Linked DNA regions of Cricetulus griseus: region 1 is linked to region 2. Evidence: chromatin contacts called from public Hi-C data. All regions are on one chromosome and are shown on one strand. Each heading gives the region's core, a stretch centred on a gene start, on an enhancer-like site or on the middle of the called end of the contact. The rest is flanking DNA. Distances are from core to core; before and after follow the strand shown.

Region 1 (2,700 bases), core at 166-2,665, 65 kb after region 2:
GTGTGAGTGTAAGTCAGCATCAGATCCCTCAGAACTGGGGTTACATACAGGTAGGTTTGTGCTGTCTAGTAGAGGTTCTGAGATCCGAACCCTGATCCCTTGCAAGAGCAGCAAGTGCTCTTAACCTCTGAGCCATCTCCCCAGCTGCCTCCCTCTACCTTTGTAAGGTTTATTTTATTTCCATGGTAAATCCTGAACCCAGCCTGCTTGACAATGGAAATTGTCCATCACACCGGGTGTAATACACACAAAGGCTGTCAGGTCGTAGGTCTGTCTGGGATGGACAGAGCAAGCAGAGATAAAATGGGGAGTCCGTTGGGCTTCCAGGATAGGAATAAGTAGACATGTGACCACTGGCTGCCAGGTTTGGTTGGAGATGTTATCCTAGGGATTTGTCTCCAGAGCAAGCACTGAGGATCCAAGATCTGAGAGCATGGAAGGGAAATGAGTGTTCCTCACAGACCAGTCCTTTGCAAAGTTGAGGGAATGGAGGGCCTCAGGTATTTAGGGTACCTGCTCTGGCTGGGACCCTGAGACCAGGAAGCTTCAGGAAGCCAGCACAGAACACAAATCTATCTTCAGGCTTTAGGTTGGGAAGGCAGGTCCCAAAATCCACTGCAAAGCCACCTGAAGCCTCCACAACTAAGGTGGAGCAGGAGAAAGGCGTCTGTCTCTTCTGTCTAACCAGGCATCATTGGCCAACTGCCTGCAGAGCTATCTTGGCAAGAGAAGCTCAAAAATGAGATTATTTTAGGGCCAGGTAACTGCCCACCATGGTAGACAGTGACCGGAACTGGGGTCCAGGTCAGCAAGAAGCATTTCTTTCTTTCTTAATTTCTTTCTTTCTTTCTTTCTTTCTTTCTTTCTTTCTTTCTTCCTTTCTTCCTTTCTTCCTTTCTTCCTTTTTTAGTTTTTGTTTTGTTTTTGGTTTTGTTTTTTTGTTTTTTGGTTTTTTATTTTTTTGGTTTTTCGAGACAGGGTTTCTCTGTGGCTTTGGAGCCTATCCTGGCACTCGCTCTGGAGACCAGGCTGGCCTCGAACTCACAGAGATCCGCCTGCCTCTGCCTCCCGAGTGCTGGGATTAAAGGTGTGCGCCATCAACACCCGGCAGCAAGAAGCATTTCTAAGCAGGGTTGGTACACAGTAGTGACACCTCTGAGTGGACACAGCCATTTGGAAGCAGCCACCACAAACTTTGACTTTAACTACAGTATCCTAGAGTTTTTCTGAACGTCTCCAGTCTCCCAAGTTCCCCAGGAAGTGGTAGGTGGGGAGAGACATCTTCAGGAGAAATCGAGTCACCTAGTGTCAGCAGCAGGAAACTCAGGACTCCTCAGCTGCAGGCTATGGGTGGTGCAGGAGCTGGGTCAGGCTGCATTTCTCTCCGCAACTGGGCTCCAGGCAGCAGCCTCCAGCTCTGACTCACTGGGCCATGGGTTCTCCAAATGATGTATTAGAGCAGAAGTAGGACACACCCCTGCATGAGAACACAGAAACCCCAGATCTGGCTCAGGAGACTCTGTTTCCAAGGCCAGCGTCTTCTTCCTGGAACTTTTTGCTTAGCGCAGAGTTAGATATACCAGACACGGGAAAGGGAGGGACATGGTGTCTACAGTCATCATTCTCAGATCTGAGAAATTGATGATGAGGACTCCGGTTCAAGCTCATGGTTCATTTCCTAGTGTGTAAACTGAGTCAGAGGCTTTCCCACTGAGTTTCATCCCCATTAACTGTGCATTGGTGGAGATGACTTTTTAGTGCGTGTTAAATACCAGAAAGCTCTGTTCCTCATTTCTATAGGCTGTTAGAAAGCAAGGCACACACACACACACACACACACACACACACACACACTTAAGAAATGTGATCACTCTGTCTTAAGGAGAAACCTGAACCCAGAGAGGTAGACTGTTTTACCCAGGGTCTCTGGACGAGGAAAGATAGGCTCAGCATTCACACCCAGGCCTAGCTGAGCACAAAGGCTATGCTCTAGTTATAGTCCAGTGCACAGGGATGCTCGGAGCTCTAACAGGTGGCAGCCGGGACCCTGAATTGCAAAGCACGAAGAACAGATTGGCCCCAGCCAATGCTGCTGCCCAGAGCTATGAGAGTGATGACCTCTCCATGGAGGTGTCAATCTTGTGGGCTCCAAAGGGCAATGTGTCTGTACTCCCAAGCATAGGTAGAGTCTAGAGGGGCAGGCAGGTGGAAAGTGGGAGCCAAGCCACTGTGAGGGGGCCCCTAGGCCAGTATTTCTCAATCATCCTAAAGCTGCAACCCTGAAACACAGTTCCTCATGTTGTGGAGACCCCCACCCAACCATAAAATTATTTTTGTTACTTCATAACTGTAATTTTGTTACTGCTATGAAACGTATTATAAATACTATTGAAGAAAGAGGTTTGTCAAAGGGGTCGCAACCCACAAGTGAGAACCACTGCCCTGGGGTGTGAAAACTAGCTACAAGCTCACTGGATCGGCCATGAAGCTCATGGTGACCACCCTCACCGGTTGAATAATTGATGTGTCTCACATATCATATGTCTCCCTGGTCCCCAGAAAGTATTGAAGAGCCAGCTGCCACCACCTCCAGGAATGGAGACACCAGAGCCAAGGGGTTACCCTGGCCTGTGTTCTTTGATGACTGGTGTCCTTTGGTCCTTTAAGTAACCTTGCCCTTACGACGGTCCAGGTGTCTTG
Region 2 (2,700 bases), core at 199-2,698:
CTTCCACCCTATCTATCTAGGCAGGTCAGGAGCACAGTTGAAACCCGCTCCTTCCTCCTTCTGCAGCGGGCTTGGGCTGAGCTCTCAGAAGATGCCACCAACGACAGTTTCCGGAGCTCTGCATGCCTGTATCCACTTGCTCAGCAAAACAAACCCTAGCAAACAGACGCCGTGATTAGATTAGGGCTATTTTCAAGTGAGGACGTCAAGGCACCAAGCAAACCTAGGAAACGGAGGACATCACCGATGAGTCCAAGATCACACAGTCGTGGAGAAGCGCCGCAAATTCTCCCCTAAATTACAATCTCCTTCTGATGAGTGAGCAGCTAGGCAGCCCTAGCCTTCTCCACTGCAAAGGTTTACCCCAGAAGCCTCAGCTGAAAACGGAAAGAGCCCTGCGCACCCTGTCTTTCCTCTTAACGTTCCACAGAAAAGTTTCCAGGAGAGATAGTCCCAGTGAGAGGATACGAACGGACAGCCGAGATTTCACAAATGCCTTTTTAAACCTACTATTTAGGGTCTGTGACCGGCACTCGGTAAATTGTATATCCAGCCTCACTTACCTATTAAAACGGGGAGGGCAAGCCTAGTACCCAAACTAAATCCCCAGCCTCAAACTGCCTTGGGAATCCCTGTAACTCAAGTTCCCACTTAGCCCAGCTTAGGGCCACGCTGCTGCCTGTCCATCCGCTAGGAAAACACCCGCGGCGAGCATCTTGGAAGGGCGGGGGTGTGGATGCTACCGAGCCAGGCTCTGAGGCTCCGAGTCCTGGCCGCGCCAAGGCGCTAGCATCCGCGATCCCTAATCCCACCGAGCCCCTTCCCCAGCTTCCCTAAATCCCACCTCCAGTCCCACGCCCTTAGAGGAAGAGGTGGCTCTGCAGGGGGGATCGCCACCTCTCTCCACCGCACACCCGACTAGGGATCTTCTCGGCACCGCCAGCCACGTCCTCTCGGCGCACGCCCATCGCCTTGTCCCGGGGGTTGACCCCGCGAGCTTGAGGCCTCCGGGGAGTTCTTCCCTAGCCTCGCGCGCTGTTCCCGCAGAGCCCCTCTCTCGGGGCGGCGATCCGGTCCCCGCGCCTCCTCCTCCGGCGTCTCTTAGGCCGGTCCGGCCTCCACCCAGCCCGCTGCGGTCCACGTGGCTCGGCAGAGCTATATTGGGCTCGCAGGAAGCCCCAAGCAAGGGGAAAGCCGAGCCGAGGCCGGCGGGAGGGGCGCCGGGGCGCCGGGGCTCCGAGGGGCGGGCGCTGGGCGGAGGAAGGGGAGGGCTGCGCGCTGTGGAGGCGGCCGCGGGGCTGGGCGCGCCCAAGTCGCCGCTTGGTCCCAGCCGGCGGGCGAAGGCGGCCCCTCTCCGGACGCCCCGCCTCCGACTCCCGTTACACCCGGGGGAAGGTGTTCCAGAGGCCGCTCCCATCCTCACCCCGCCTCCCGCTCTCCCGGCGCTAGCCTCTGCCGCCGGAGCCCACTATGCCAGATACTTTCGACACTTTGCAAAGACAAAGAGCCCTAGACCGGAGGGAGGCGAGAGGAGGAGGCAGAAGAGGAGGTAGAGGAGGACCCGGAGGTGTGAGCTGGTCGGGGTGAGTATCCCGGACGCATCTCCTTAGATACCCCTCCGAACCTCCTCTGCACCCCAAGCCGGGCAACTCCGGTGTGTCTCCGGCGTTGGGCGAGTGCGCACCCAGCTGGTCGCTGTCCGGGTGCCCCAGGGACGGCGCCGCCTCGTGAGTTGGGGCTCGGGAAATTCCGCATGTGTTCTCTGAGTGCAGAGGTGATCGCCCGGACCCCGGCACAGCAGGGGTGGGGAAGGGACTTAGGAAGGTATGGTTGGCAGAGGAAGTGGGGCCGAAGACCCTAGGCGCCGAGAGGGAGAGAGCTCCGTCTCAGCCACGGCCACCACGGTGGTCTCAGGAAGAGTGTCAGGGAGGAGACTCCAGCTCTGAGGATCCAGGCTCTTTGGCGCTTAACGGAGGAGCCTCCCGGAGCTCAGTGGGGGAGCCTACGGTGATGGTGGCAGCTATTCCCGGAGCGGCCGCGGTGACATTGCACCCAGCACCGCAGTAGCTCCTAGCCCGGGCCGCGGGTAGCAGACTCCATCAGGGGCTGCTTGCCCACACTCTCTAGAGAAGCCGAGGTCTTGGGCTGGGACACTGTGGGGACGCTTGGAGGCCGTTGGTTATCTAGACCAGAGATAGTGGGACAGTGTCCGGGATGGAGTCTCCCAATCCGCTGTGAGCAGGCGCAGACCCGGGAGGAGGCTGTGGGCCCCCGGGACACCTCTAATCCCGCGCTGCGCCGGATCTCCGGGACAAGTTGGCTCTTAGGACAGGACAGCTGCATGAGGTGTGTTGGAAAGCCGGTGGATTAGCGTGGGCAAAGGGAGCAGGCGGTGGCAACTCGAAACTTGGGAGTCTGCCCCAACCCTGTTAGGCGCCTCAGCTGCCAAGAAACAATGTGACAAAAGTTAGCAACTTGTCCGTGTCTCTGTAATGTGACGTGCGCAGGGCACAGTCCTCCGCCCCTTTGATGAGTGCACCGGGGTGGGAAACCGTTGACACCGGGCAAGGCGACTCGGTTGGAGTACTGTTAGCTCCGAATCGGACCGTTGCGCAAGCAACTTTGAGCCCTTGGAGTTTTTTATTTGCTTGTTTGGTTGTTTTTTTTTTTTTTTATCTTTTCTACGTGTGAGTGTTTGAG

The links. A called contact is a pair of places that touch in the nucleus more often than the background predicts.
Region 1: a contact with region 2 is called in a Hi-C map of the CHO-K1 cell line, with 5 times the contacts expected there. The contact joins the enhancer-like site here to the promoter of LOC113830645 in region 2. A contact is called at or near these places in 4 of 8 Hi-C or Micro-C datasets (the CHO-K1 cell line and the CHO-S cell line).

Annotation. Positions count from the first base shown.
Region 1 is chr10:21,493,861-21,496,560 of CriGri-PICRH-1.0, forward strand. The region is part of intron 2 of LOC113830645 (CMP-N-acetylneuraminate-beta-galactosamide-alpha-2,3-sialyltransferase 1); the gene reads left to right. Among named protein-coding and RNA genes, the nearest start is that of Ndrg1, 150 kb to the right of the region's middle. Within about 2 kb of position 1,416, at least 2 of the 6 cell types and tissues checked have open chromatin away from gene starts, as enhancers often do. A contact at or near this core is called in the CHO-K1 cell line, where this site is marked.
Region 2 is chr10:21,428,805-21,431,504 of CriGri-PICRH-1.0, forward strand. It overlaps LOC113830645 (CMP-N-acetylneuraminate-beta-galactosamide-alpha-2,3-sialyltransferase 1), which reads left to right and starts at 1,449. Exons shown (of 8, transcript XM_027431552.2): 1 at 1,449-1,583. LOC113837448 (translation initiation factor IF-2-like) reads right to left here and starts at 1,437. Exons shown (of 3, transcript XM_035449600.1): 1 at 845-1,437. The coding sequence starts at 1,417.